Regions from separate parts of the Sus scrofa genome. Here region 1 is linked to region 2. The links are chromatin contacts, called in public Hi-C maps. All regions are on one chromosome and are shown on one strand. The core of a region is the stretch at or near the end of the contact, and the rest is flanking DNA. Distances in the headings are between cores, read along the strand shown. Region 1 holds the start of PPOX (protoporphyrinogen oxidase). Region 2 holds the start of TOMM40L (mitochondrial import receptor subunit TOM40B).

Region 1 (5,843 bases), core at 2,380-4,879, 53 kb after region 2:
ACACGATTCCCAGGATGACTGGGTCTTCTGAGGATGGCACCAAATGCCCAAATCCCTGAGGAAAAAGAAGAGTGTGGGTCAGGAGGGAAGGATTCCAGTTGAGACTCTGTCTCCCCATCCTCTGTGTCACACCTGGACAGGCAGACGAGCTCCTCGGTACTGCAGGTTCACCACAGCCACAGACACAGCATTGATGGTACTCAGGGCATGAGCCAGAGGTGCAGCCTCAGGAGGGAGCAGCTTGCTGAGCACTGGAGGAGAGCAGGCAGAGGCCTGCCTCAGGAGGCCTTCACACGACAATTTCATCAACCCTCCTTGGGATGAGATTCCCACAGGATGACCAGTTCGGGGGCATGGTACGGTCCTGCTGGCCCAGGAGCAAGCTGCAGTTTGCCTCACCATGGTTGGGGAAGGGGAGGGCGGCTACCCCATTACCTGAAGCTGGAACAGCACTAATAATGTGGTCAGCCTCCAGGCTGCTGTCCCCTAGAGACACCTGAGAGGATATGAAAACATTTAAAAGACAGAGATCATGGGAATGCCGCCTGTTTCCCAGGAACCCAAGTGGCAGGACAGAGACTGGGTGCTGACCCAGGATAAAGAACCGACTAAGTAGCACAAAAATCATCCCCTTATTACTCCAGGAAGTGGCCCAGACAGGCCAGTGGGCCACTTTGGAATGTCTAGTGGAGCTGGGTGACTCTTTCCCCTAGCTGTGAGTCACTTATATATAAGCACTACTTCCATCCACAGATTTGGATTATGTGGGTCTTGAACAAAGGTCCACAGATAAGGCCTAAGAACATGGGGTATCCCATATTTAAATAGCTTCTAAGGCAGGAAAACAAGGAGTAACTCCAGTCCTGCCAGCTAAAGCATTTAGATGGAGATGGAAACTAACTTACAGGTTCATTACACTCGAGGGAGCTCTCCTACCTTCCAGCACCCTTCTGCCTGGAGGCTGAGCCCAGAGACTGGCTGGCCTCTGAGAACACTGACACCCCTACTAGTCAGGTGGGCATTAAGGGCTTGGGGCAATGTCTCCAGTCCTCCACGGAGTGACCACTGGCTCCAGCGTTCAGCCCGAGCCTGGCGAATAAGTGCTGAGTCTGGCTGTGGACTCCGTCCTGCAGAGGAAGAAGCAGAGAAGAATCATTAAAATAGCACCCTGTGCCTCCAGTCCCTCATTCTGGCAGTCCTTAATATCGTCAACCCTTGAAGAAGCGCTGCCCTTACCTGCCCCCATCAGCAGCCCCAGTAATACGGAACGATGGGTTTGTTCAGCCTGGAAGAGGCTGGGAAAGCAGGACCTGATGCTGAGCTCACGACTGTTGCCTGCAAACACTCCACGGCAGAGACTGTCCATGGCTAGAGACGCCACCTTAAGGGCGAGACTGGGATTGAGAGGCCAAGGAATAAGCTGCACTAACTTCCACTGCCCTGCCTGGTAGGGACTGGGGGCGGGGTGGGGTTTAGTTGGAAAGCAGTCATGGTATAACAGAAGGATGGAAACACCGAGTTTTTGGGTCTTCGAGGCCTGAAGAGAAGAAGTCAATTTCAGATGATATAAAAAAGGCTCTAGGTGGTAGGTCTGAGTACAGGAATCCAAGGCTGGTTTAGGAGAAAAGGAATTGGGGGCTTCTGGGTGGTGTTACCTCAGGACCAAGGCGACGCTGGGCAAAACTGTGCACACTCTCATCAGGGTCTTTGCCCCGAGGCGTGGTCAACTCCCTCAGCCCAGCCCAAAACAGAGGTTTGGAGAAGGGAGGTGAACGGCAGAATAGCCCCCTGCATGGAGAAGCCATAGTGAAAAGCAAGCTCTGATTTACCACCCCAGCTCCAGAAGGTCATTTCCATTCCTTTGGTCCCTTTAGCTGGGAGGGCTGACAGTCTGGGAGGTGAGGAAATGGACGAGATGTGAGGTTTGGGGCGGGGGGAAGTAGAAGGAGGGCAGTAAGGAGGTGGTAGTGTTACCTGAAGCCAGAGGGCAGGGGATGCAGGGCACCATCTACATACAGGAACCTGTTCTTGGAAGCTGGATGGTCTCCCCGGACAGGTAACACTTCTGAGTCCAAACCAAGCTCAGAAACCTGCTCTCCACATGATCCCAAGAAGAGAAGAAACTAGGGAAATGACTGACCACCAAAGCTACTTCCTTCCCTTGACACTACGCTCTAGTGAAGGCCCCTCCACAGCCTCTCCTAGGCGTTCCACAAGCCGCTCACCATGAGCAGGGTCCGGGCTCCCAGGGCTCCAGCAGGCCGAATTCCTCGAGGTCCAAGTTCAAAAACAGCACCATCTGGCCCTCGTATTGAGCGGATCCAGCCGCCTAGGCGCTCGCTGCCCTCCACCAAGACCACCTGGGGACAAATCAGAAACACACTGCAGCGGGGTAAAGGATCAGGAGGCGAAAGGGTCAGCGCATTACCTCGTGCTGGAAATGGGAGAGGAATATTAAAGGAAGCTCCCTCCGGGTCGGTGGAGGCACTCACCTTGGGGGGACAAGGGGCCCGGCTCAGATGGTAACTGGCGGCCAGGCCGCTGATGCCTCCACCCAGCACGACCACGGTCCGGCCCATGGGGAAGCCTAGGGTAGAGAAGGCGATATGGACAGGCTGACCAGAAGCACCCTGTTCTCCAGACACCCTGCGGGTTCCGCATTCCATCCTCGGCCATTCATTGCTTTAGGGGAAACTAAGGGCTCGGGGATGGGGTGGTGGAACTGTGAGGTCCCCGCCCAGGGCCTCGGACTCACCCACGAGAGGGACAAGAAAAATGAGGGGAGGAGGAGGTAGAGGTCTCAAGACATCACCCAGCCGGCTCCGCGGGGAAGTGGATAAGGGCCACACCCACGCTATCTGCCAGCACAGGGCTGGGGGCACCGACTGGCCGCCAGGGCTAAGAAGCGCGTTTTCTCTCCCACCCCTCGCTAGGCCTAGTGTTTTCAGTCCGCGGCCTCCGCCCCCAAGATTTTCGGTCTCTCCGACTCTCCGTCCACACTATTCTCGCGGCACGATCCTAACCTTACCTTTCCTGCTCCCGGATTGGTGGGTTCTGGAAGGCCCCGGATCACATTCACCAATGAAAACACTGAACCGGCAGCGACTCCTCCTCCCTCAGAGGCGGTGGGGCAACCCTTGTAGAAGGCCGGGGAGCTGGAGGTTAACCGGTTCGGTGCCAGGTTGGAGAGAGCGGCCATATTCGGTACTGCCCTCCCCTCAGGGCTGGAGCGGCAAGAGCAGAATCCTGGTTAACATTCCCCAGCTCAAGTTTGCCAGGTCCAGCTAGGGTTGGAACCCTGGAGGAAGGTCCTCATGAGTCTTGGTTGTAGGGAGAGTAGACAGGGACACTGGAGGCTGGTCCCCGGGGAGGTGGCTCCATAAACAGCTCCTTGATGTTAGCAACAGCCTGGGCCTACGGGAGCTAGGGCGCCCCGGCAACGTACCGTGTTTGTCAACAGGGGTCCTTGGGTGCTTTGCTCTCGCGGGGCAGGCCCCTACGCCGGCAAACCCCGTCGACCCAGTGCCTGCACTCTGGATCCAGGCCTCCCTGCAGCCTTCATTTCCTCCCAATGTAAACCTTCACCGCTTTGGCAAACTTGGGCATCAACGCGTCCCGATCCTGCATCCCCATCCCCACCCTCAGCCTCACGGCTCCGAGCGCCCCCCATCGTTTAGAAAGGGAACTGAGTGCCAGGAAAACTACCCATTCGGCCCAGTTCTATATCTCCACTCGCTAGGCACAAATACAAAGAACATCATTTTTTTTCTTAATAAATTTATTCACAAAAAAGTGAGACTGCAGAGGGTGTGGGGACTGTACACGGGCAGGGCCTAGGGAGCTCTGTACATGGGGCTGGGAGACAAGGGAGCCTCCAGGTGGAAGGGTACTTTTTAATAAAAAAAATAATAGGAGGTACAACCACCCCCTCCCCCCTCCCCGATTAAAAAGACACAAAAATAGACGTCTCTGAGGTAAATGGGGAGCCTGGGGCTTAAGGGTGTTGAAAGGATTTCACAGGTGCCAGGGATTAAAAGGGAGGTCACAGGCACCGGGGTGGCTCCTGCATCAGTTGGTAGAACAGCACGTAGCCCTCACTGGATGCCACCTGGTTTTCACTGACAGGGGAGACACTAGGAAGAAGGGAGATGGGGAAGGAGGTGTGATCTTTCCTGTATAGACCCTCCTCCCCACAAGATCAACATCACAGTATCCGGGTGGTGCCTAGGAAAGACACCGCCCCCACACCCCCAATCCCACATCTCCTTTCAGTAGGCACTGTCTCCTGGGGCTTCTTCATACTGGGGAAAGGTGTCAAGGCTGCAGCAGGAATGGGGCAAGGCTGTTCTCACCGAGAGTCATTGTAGACATGCCAACCAGTCTGGCACCGGCACAGGGCTGTGTAGTGGCCATAGTGGACGCTGCCCGAGTGGTTGCAAAGGGCATACAGCTGATATATGGGGCTTCCTTCAGGGTTAGAGATGACCAAATTCTATAGTTAGAGCTGTGCCCTGCTCCGCCATTCTCTCCCTCCCCTTCATGGAACTCCTCAGGACCCTCCTTCCCAGACTCACCGGCTTTGTCACTGGCAAAGTCCCCTAGGCTCAGTCGCTGCAGTGGGAAGTCTACACCTACTGAACTTTTCTTAATGGAGCCTCGGGAGGCAGAAAATCGATTAAGATCTAAGTTCTGGTTAAGGAGAATTTGGGAGGCAGAGGGCCTCTGAGGGGGCTGGGGAACTGAATGTTGTCTACTCCCCTCCCTGAACACACACTGGGAGCACAGGAGGGAAAGATGGAGTGGCAGCCTTTTCCTAAGGCAAACCGAATCCCCAAATGTCCAGCCTCTGCAAACTTGGAGAATGAGGAAAAAGAATGAATGGGAGAAATAAGAATTTGAAGATTAGGATACGGAGCACGAGGATTCGGGGGAATCTTTGTACTGTCAACTTTTTAGTACTTCGTGTTTTCTGCCGACATCGGTCACACACCTGAATAAATGTCAAATAATGTTATAAGGTTAATGTGCTCCTCACCTCCGTTGTCTTTTCCAATACCCTGACTCACATAAATTTACTGTGCTCCCTATTACTTCTGTGTTCTCTGGGCCACTGCCCTTTGCCCTGACAGATCAGGACATATCTGAAAAATACTCCTACACAAATCTTTACATATAAGTGTTACTCCTCATACTAAGGCATCATGCAACCCCTTTTACCCACATGGAGCCTCCCCCACCTCCGGTATCCCACCCTTACTATATCCCTTGTGAACCTCCACATACTGGGGCATTCTCCGATTCTAGCTCTTCTTCCTTGGTGAAAAGGCTGAAACAATCCCGCAGAGACACCTTGCCCCCAGCAAATCCTTTCTGGGGGGAAAGGGGAGTGAAGGGTCAGCATGTTCTGAATTTCCTTTTCCAACTCTTCTCAATTAACCCAAGCTTCGATTCTTCTCCAGAGACCCACATGGTTCCCTCCCACACTGGGGGTGGGTAGGGTTGGGTCATAGAACCCATGTCCCATCCACCCCCGGAATCCTCTGGAATCCCACCTTGGGGATGGGCAGGGACAGGTCACAAAAAACCTCGAAGGTCGTGGAGCGATACCCACAGGCCTGGCACTTGAGACAACTTTTCAACTGGCCCACAAACAGGTCTAGATAGAAGCAAAGGGGCAGGAGAAAAAGTCACTGTGGGATGCCCGAGATGCTTTCTGGCATTCCTGTCGCTTCCCAGCCCTTTGCCTGACCCTTCTTTCCCATCGCCAACTCTCCCCTCTTAACTCTCCCCTCTTAACTTTTCCACATTTTCATCATCTTATTCCCAGACCCCTCGACAGTCTT
Region 2 (6,681 bases), core at 3,547-6,046:
AAGGGGTTAAGGGGACACAACTCAGGACGAGTGCTTTTATTGTCCTTTCTTTTGGGAAACCAAGGCCCCCACCCCCTTGGGGGGGAGGTTCGTAGACCCCCAATATCCAAATTGCTCCTACTTCTATTTCATCTCACTTTTTCCAGATTTTTTTATTCAGTAGAGATGCAAAGTAGTAGCTCACAGGCTCTGAATAATAGCATTCCTGAGATTGATGACATCCATCACCTCACCAGTCCAGACTAAAGCAGCCTTTCGAGAGTCTTATTCACTCTCTTTCCTTGGCCCTTCCCCTCCTCTCCATTGGTCCAATTCCTTTCATTCTTCATTCCCCTTGAAGTTAGGGTCATTCAGTTTCAGGGCCAAAGCCAGTCTCTGGTTCAACAGTCCATGATCTATCCAGGCTCTGAGGTATGCTCCACTTCTGTCCTTGCTTATTTCTCAATGAGCCAGTTTGGCCAGAAGAGGGATGCGGTATACAATAGAACACGCTCATCTTCTAGAACCTGCTCTAGGCCAGATCCTCAGATTCCATACAGTTGAAGATCTGGCCAAGTCTGGGGCTTTTTCCACACTTGACCCTCAGCGCTTTGGGTTCAAGGAAAATGGCATGGTGAGAGAAGTCTATGTCAGATAGTGGCTCCTTTGGGAACCTTTGGAACTTTTGATGCATTTGTCATACCACAGCATATTTTCCCTAGTGTTCAGACCTAGCTTCACTGACAGGCAGTTCAGGGGATCAGGGCCTCAGGAAAAGACTCTCGGCTGCCTTATTTCCCTCCTCTTTCCCTGGTGACCCCAGTACTTCTTCCAAAGGTTTCTCTATGCAAAGCTGCTGGGCCTATTGGCTGAGCTCCGAAGCATTAACAAAGAATACTGGTACCAAATCCAGAACATCCAGGGACTGTCCACCATGATGCCGCTGCTCCAGGAGATCTGCAGCTGAGGCCCAGTTTGCCTCCTTCCCCAGCCCACCTGCACATGATGGACTGTGTACGGCATCCAGGGGAAAGTGCTGGGAGCCGTCAAAAGGGAGCCCACTGGTTGCAATGAAAGATTAAAGCAATAACTGCCTCTTCATGCGGTAATGGGGAGAATAAGGGGTGGCCGTGGGGATAAAGTTGTTCTCTGGAAGCACGGAAGATGGGGAAAGAGGAAGCCTCAGGGCTAAGAGGTAAAGAAGCTCCTTCTGGGAATAGGTGGCCCTACTTTCTGAGGTCAAAGATTTAGCCCTTCAGCCCTTCTTTCCCAGCCTTGGGAAACCCCGGAATGGAAAACAGGATGGGGAGCTAATCCCATGCAGATTTTTCTGCTCTGAAGAGGAAGAGGCTAGGAGCTTTAATCCTTAGGGAAATGAAGGAGGAGGGAGTGAGGGGAGAAAAATTCAGCCAGACATACCCCTTAATCCTTCTCCCTTAGTTCAGAGCCACAAGAGCATGGGAAGATGACACTGGGGCTGATGGCAGAAGTGGGAGCCTGAAGCCACTGCCTCAGCAGCTGCTCCTGTGGCAGCTCCAGTTCTGAGGAGGGCATGGTCCTGTCCCCACTCTGCTCCTGGGACCTAGAGGTCACCCAGCAAGGTGAGCTCTGGAGACGGGCCTAGTCTCTGGCCCTAGGGCACCTGACTCAGAGGTTCCAGCTGCTGTAGGGGCTGGCTCTGGGACAACCTCAGCCCACAGTGATGCTGAAGCCACAATGGAATCTGTTGCGCCAGTGATTAAGGAAGGCTCCGAGGGCTAGGGTGACGGGCAGGGGGGGCATCTTCTTCTCCAGCACAGCACCCACACACCAGTTACTATCCACCAAGCCTGTTGGGAAAGAGAATATACACTAGGTTATTTAATAGGTCTTGGAGAAAGGGATCTGCTGAAGTGAGGCAGAGTTTCCATCCCACTGCCGACCCCCAGTCCCTTAGCACCTCTGAATGTCATCTGAATAACCCTTACCTCTAAACACCATGTTGGCCTGGGGCAAAGTCAGGTGGTAACCAAAGGAGAAGGTTGTGTCTTGTAGCCTTGTGTTTGCCTCAAACTCTACTCCAACTTGAACCTGAGAACCACAGGCAAGGAGGGGAGAGGAATCTGTCTGAGTGAAGACTAGAGGAGTCCTGACAGGGCATCAGCAAGAATGAAGGCACTCATGAAATGCTTGTGCAGTGTGGGCAGGAGGAACAGAAGGTCAGCAGGTCCGGAGGGACTTGCTGGGGTGGGAGATGGGATCAGTAGACTCACCTGTTCATTTGCCCTGTGGTAATAACTTGCATGGGCCCCACCTGATCCCACATTCAATGTAGCTACCCAGTGTCCAGCTGTAAAAACCAAAGTACAAGAGAAAAGGAGCATTACTGTAGTAGAACACAGGCCAGGAACCCCAGCCGAGTCCTCCCCATCACTATTCCTCCTCACCCCATACCCGAGTACTTCCCAGCCAGTGTCAAGATGGCCCCTTCTTCTCCTGGCCTCCGATGATAAACTAGCTCTCCTCCCAGCACCAGCCGATGAGTGAGGCTCTGCAGGAAGTGAGCGACCATGATCACTGTGGGGAGACATGGAGTCAGTCATAGAGGAAAGCCTGCTCCCTCACCTCCAGCAGCCCCCACCCCAGCCTGCCCAAGAAGTTTCTTTACTAATCCCTGAACCAACAACGAAGAGGCACAGCCAACATTATTAGCAAATGGGCAGCCAAGACAAAAAGAACCCTGTGCCAATTCCTCACCCGATTCCCCAATCAGGTCAGGATTTCCTAAGGTCAGAGTGGCTGTGTAGTCATCTCCCCGATACTCGCCATCAAACTGCCATGTCAGGAACTTGGCCTGCTGAGTCTGGGTAGGGAGAGCAAGAAGTAAAATTGCCCTCCCTCTCTATAATCACTCGTGCTGCTTCTCCTCCCCCTGGAGCCCCCAGAGCAGGACACTCCTGGAGGAGAAGGAGGAAATGCTTCAGTGGATGGAAGCAGGAACCATGGGTCACCTGGAAGACAGCCTTGGCTCGGAGCCGCTCTGCCAAGAGAAGCAGGACCTGGGCGTTGAGGCTGCCACTGCTGTCCATATCTCCTACCACAGTGGGGAACACCTGTTGAAAAGTGTCCACAGTTAGGAATGAACTGGGTGGCACCAACTCCGACTAAAGCCAAATGTAGGATTTCTTTAACAGTGCCCAGCGCCCCCTAGTGGAGCCACAGAGACATCACAGAAATGTTTTCTACCCTCTCCCATTCAGCAGAAACACAGAGGAGGTGCCCTACCTATTCTTCCCCAGAACACACACATTTCCTCCTCCTCTACACCTGGGTCCCAACTGGGCTTTTCGGGGATAACCCAGGTGTGTGGAGCCCTCACCTCAGTGGGGCTAAGTTGCCAGTCCCCTGCATAGGCCGCATGGAGGTGATAGCCGGGCAAACCCAGAGCACTCATATGCACAGTGTGAGCCACCTGAAGAAAGAAAAGTCAGTGGAAGAGAGAACATTCCTGCTCCATTTCAATCCCCCATCCCACCCTTCATCTTCTCCCCATCCAGCGGGTCTTTTAAGAAACCCATACATTCCAACATATGCAGCGGGTCATCAGATTAAAAGCAACAAGTCCCACAGGCAAAGGAAGTAGAGCCCCCATATCCTCCCTCTTTTGTCCCATATAGCCTGCCTAAAACTGGGGTACAAAGGAAAGAAGAGGGTCCAGGGACAGGAAGGGAGGAGTAGTAAGGAGGGGCCAGAGAAGTGGGAGCACCTGGAAATGGCTGCTCAGAACCTTGTTGACAACGAGCTTCACTCCCTCCATCTGTGCTGGGAATACATCTGAAGGGAGTGGAGGGGAGGGGGGGAAGGGAAGGAATAAGCACAGACAAGGAACCTCCAACCCACGAAGTAGTCTCCCCTTTCAATCCCATAGACAGTGATTTGGAGGAATTGACCTCCTTTCAAGTGCTGCAACAGGAAATGCTCCCCTCCATTGGGGCACCTGATCCTCCCTGAGGCTGCATACCCCAGCTGTGACATCCTCTTTTCTGCTCCCATCACTGGACACCCAGCATTTCCCTCCCCTTCTCTGCCTCTTCAACCTGAGGCGTCCAAATGCCAAGTTCTCACCTTTGCATAGCCGGTGCAACTCATCGAAGCTCCCAGGGTTGGGGAGAGGTTCCTCTCGACGGGGGCTCCGGCGGGGCAAAGCGCCCATCGGTGCCAGGCCCAATGTGTTCCCCATTTCAGTCCAGAGGAGAGGGGAGGGGAGCCGGGGTTCGCCTGGGAAAGGACGCTATTGCTCCCGCTACCCACCACGGGCCCCACCCCCCATTATCTGGCTCCCTAATCCCAGAAACTTCCACATGGTCCGACGCTAGACCTGGAACAAGAAGAGTAGGTGGGAGAAGGCACTGGTGGGGAGTTTGAACCCCAAGCACACTCCCATCCCATTTTTAATTCCTCACCCCACCTGTCACCCCTGTACCCTCCCCCCCGCTCTAATTCTTGCCTCCACCACAGAGCTCACCCAGTTTCCTAGTCTTTCTACTCTTCATTCCCAGGCCCCAAGGCGAGGCTTGCGGTGGAGCAATAACCCTTACCGTCTCAGACCTTCATGCTGCCCCTTTCCCCCCGACACACCCCGGTCATCTTGATGGGGGCAGCCATCTTGAGTGATGGCATAACTGCGGCTTCACGCTGCATTCCCAGCGTGGTCATGGGCGCCATCTTGGAACCGGGCGAAAAAAAAAAAGATTTCCTAATCCTCCCTATATTGGGCTCCGCCCAATCTATTTAAAAAAAAAAAAAAAACTGCCTGGCTGCTGACCACAAGCCAATGGGAGAAGAGGAAACAAAGGAAAGACAGACCTCACATTCAGAAAGCTCCAACCCCGGCACTGCAGAGACAGGCGGAGCTTGATTGGTGGCTTCTTAGACTTACTCAAGTAGATGGCCTTAGATCGCCCTGCCTCTCCAAGGTCGGAAAGAATCTTTGAGCATGCAAGACACTAGAGGGAGCATCTTGGAGCTTGAGCCACTAAAGATCCCTGCACCATCTAACCTGAAGACACGTTTTGTGAAGTATGGCTGGGGGAACCACTGTGAAAACATTTTTGAACATTGCTTCATGTAACTCCTAGGTGCCCCCACTACATACACCCCCAGAACCCCTGGGGACTCTTCCTCAAAGTCCTTCATAGCGCACAGTACACCTTCAGATGACTTCGAGTCACAAATACAGCTCTCCCTAGGAAAATGGACCCACACTTCCCTCCCTGGAGGTCCACGCCTCTCAAAGTTCACCTCTCGGTAGAATGGAAATGGGTGTGAGAGTTTGGGGTAGAGGAGCATGGGATGCAGCCTTAGCTCTGTTCCCTGAAAGAACTGGCCCTTCCCTGAGTCCCTAGGCAGAGCTGGCAAATAAAATCTAGGCATGTGGACTCCTGCCCTCAAATGCACTCCACTCCAAAGCCAGGGACAAGTCAATGGAGTGCCCTTCAAGTACTAAGTGCTCAGAGTTCCCGTAGTGGCTCAGTGGTTAACGAATCCGACTAGGAACTGTGAGGTTGCCAGTTCAATCCCTGGCCTTGCTCAGTGGGTTAAGGATCTGGTGTTGCTGTGAGCTGTGGTGTAGGTTGCAGAAGCAGCAGGGATCCCACATTGCTGTGGATCCCACGTTGCTATGGCTTTGGCGTAGGCCGGTGGCTACAGCTCTGATTAGACCCCTAACCTGGGAGCTTCCATATGCCACGGGAGCGGCCCTAGAAAAGGCAAAAAGAAAAAAAAAGTTCTAAGTGCTCCACAGGAGAATAGTTGAAAATGGAATAAAATCTCTTGGGTTCCTGTTGCCTCCCTCACTATCTCTTACATTACCACTCCCATCTCTCAGGAATGTTCTACATACACGTCTGAGGGCAAAAGGATGAAAGATACAAATGCTTCTGATATCTGTTGAGCTGATTTCACCCAAAAGCCGTAGGCCTGGGGAATGCACCTCTGCCCTCCCTCACAATCAGTCCAGGGATTAGGGCCGGGGGCCTTGGTCAGGATACTATGGCCCCTGCTGACTCATACTGACTGACCACCGCCTAGAACTGATAAGGGGATCCAATGCCCAGAGACCTTCAACCTTTATCCTTGGTAGAAGCCTTTCATTCATTTTTCCTCCAGAACACGCCAATTCAGGGGCAGGGAAGAGGCTGCTTTCTGAATTTGTTTTATTGGGGGTGGGCTGTGCTCTCTGATCAGCTCTCAGGAAGGTCATTCTGGGCTCTGTTTTCTCCCCTTCTCATTCATTACACATTAACTCAAAAAGGGACAGAGTCAATCATACCTGCCCTCTGAACCTAACCCTTCTTCCCCTAACCTACATTCCCCTCACTCCTGCCCCTGATTTCATGTCCTTTCTTCTGTTCCCCAATAACCTCTCCGCCAAGTTGCAGTGAAGGGAGGTAGGCTTGGGAGATGATATCTACCCATGAAGGGACAAAGATGGCAAGGGCTATGGGCTTGATATGTCGGAGTTTTCTAGGAAAAAACAAAAACAAAAACAAAAACAGAAATCCTGCTTCCTAAAGCATTCAAATCCAAGGACTATTGGCCCCAGGCCCCAGAGGCATGAATCTTGAATAGACCTAAAGTGTATCCCTTTGACACCCACTTTGGCCTCCACTCCTGCCTCCCACCCCTTCATCCTGAGTCCCCCATGTTCTTATCCTCTCCTCC

Evidence for each region. A called contact is a pair of places that touch in the nucleus more often than the background predicts.
Region 1: a Hi-C map of liver shows a contact between it and region 2, with 5 times the contacts expected there. The contact joins the promoter of PPOX here to the promoter of TOMM40L in region 2. A contact is called at or near these places in 4 of 47 Hi-C or Micro-C datasets (embryonic fibroblasts, heart right ventricle, liver and 1 more) and 2 of 2 datasets of contacts at active chromatin or transcription factors (alveolar macrophages and skeletal muscle).

What each region holds. Positions count from the first base shown.
Region 1 is chr4:89,285,296-89,291,138 of Sscrofa11.1, forward strand. PPOX (protoporphyrinogen oxidase) reads right to left here and starts at 3,630. Exons shown (of 13, transcript XR_002343378.1): 1 at 3,029-3,630; 2 at 2,493-2,587; 3 at 2,226-2,360; 4 at 1,975-2,090; 5 at 1,656-1,788; 6 at 1,237-1,381; 7 at 937-1,127; 8 at 436-496; 9 at 133-251; 10 at 1-55. It overlaps USP21 (ubiquitin carboxyl-terminal hydrolase 21), which reads right to left. Exons shown (of 13, transcript XM_001927782.6): 8 at 5,553-5,656; 9 at 5,284-5,370; 10 at 4,912-4,990; 11 at 4,575-4,682; 12 at 4,353-4,467; 13 at 3,761-4,133. The coding sequence ends at 4,043.
Region 2 is chr4:89,230,708-89,237,388 of Sscrofa11.1, forward strand. It overlaps TOMM40L (mitochondrial import receptor subunit TOM40B), which reads right to left and starts at 4,797. Exons shown (of 10, transcript XM_003125660.4): 1 at 4,557-4,797; 2 at 4,084-4,336; 3 at 3,725-3,792; 4 at 3,338-3,430; 5 at 2,970-3,071; 6 at 2,716-2,821; 7 at 2,413-2,535; 8 at 2,232-2,308; 9 at 1,947-2,049; 10 at 22-1,808. The coding sequence starts at 4,198. The coding sequence ends at 1,669. It overlaps NR1I3 (nuclear receptor subfamily 1 group I member 3), which reads left to right. Exons shown (of 9, transcript NM_001037996.1): 9 at 817-1,074. The coding sequence ends at 946.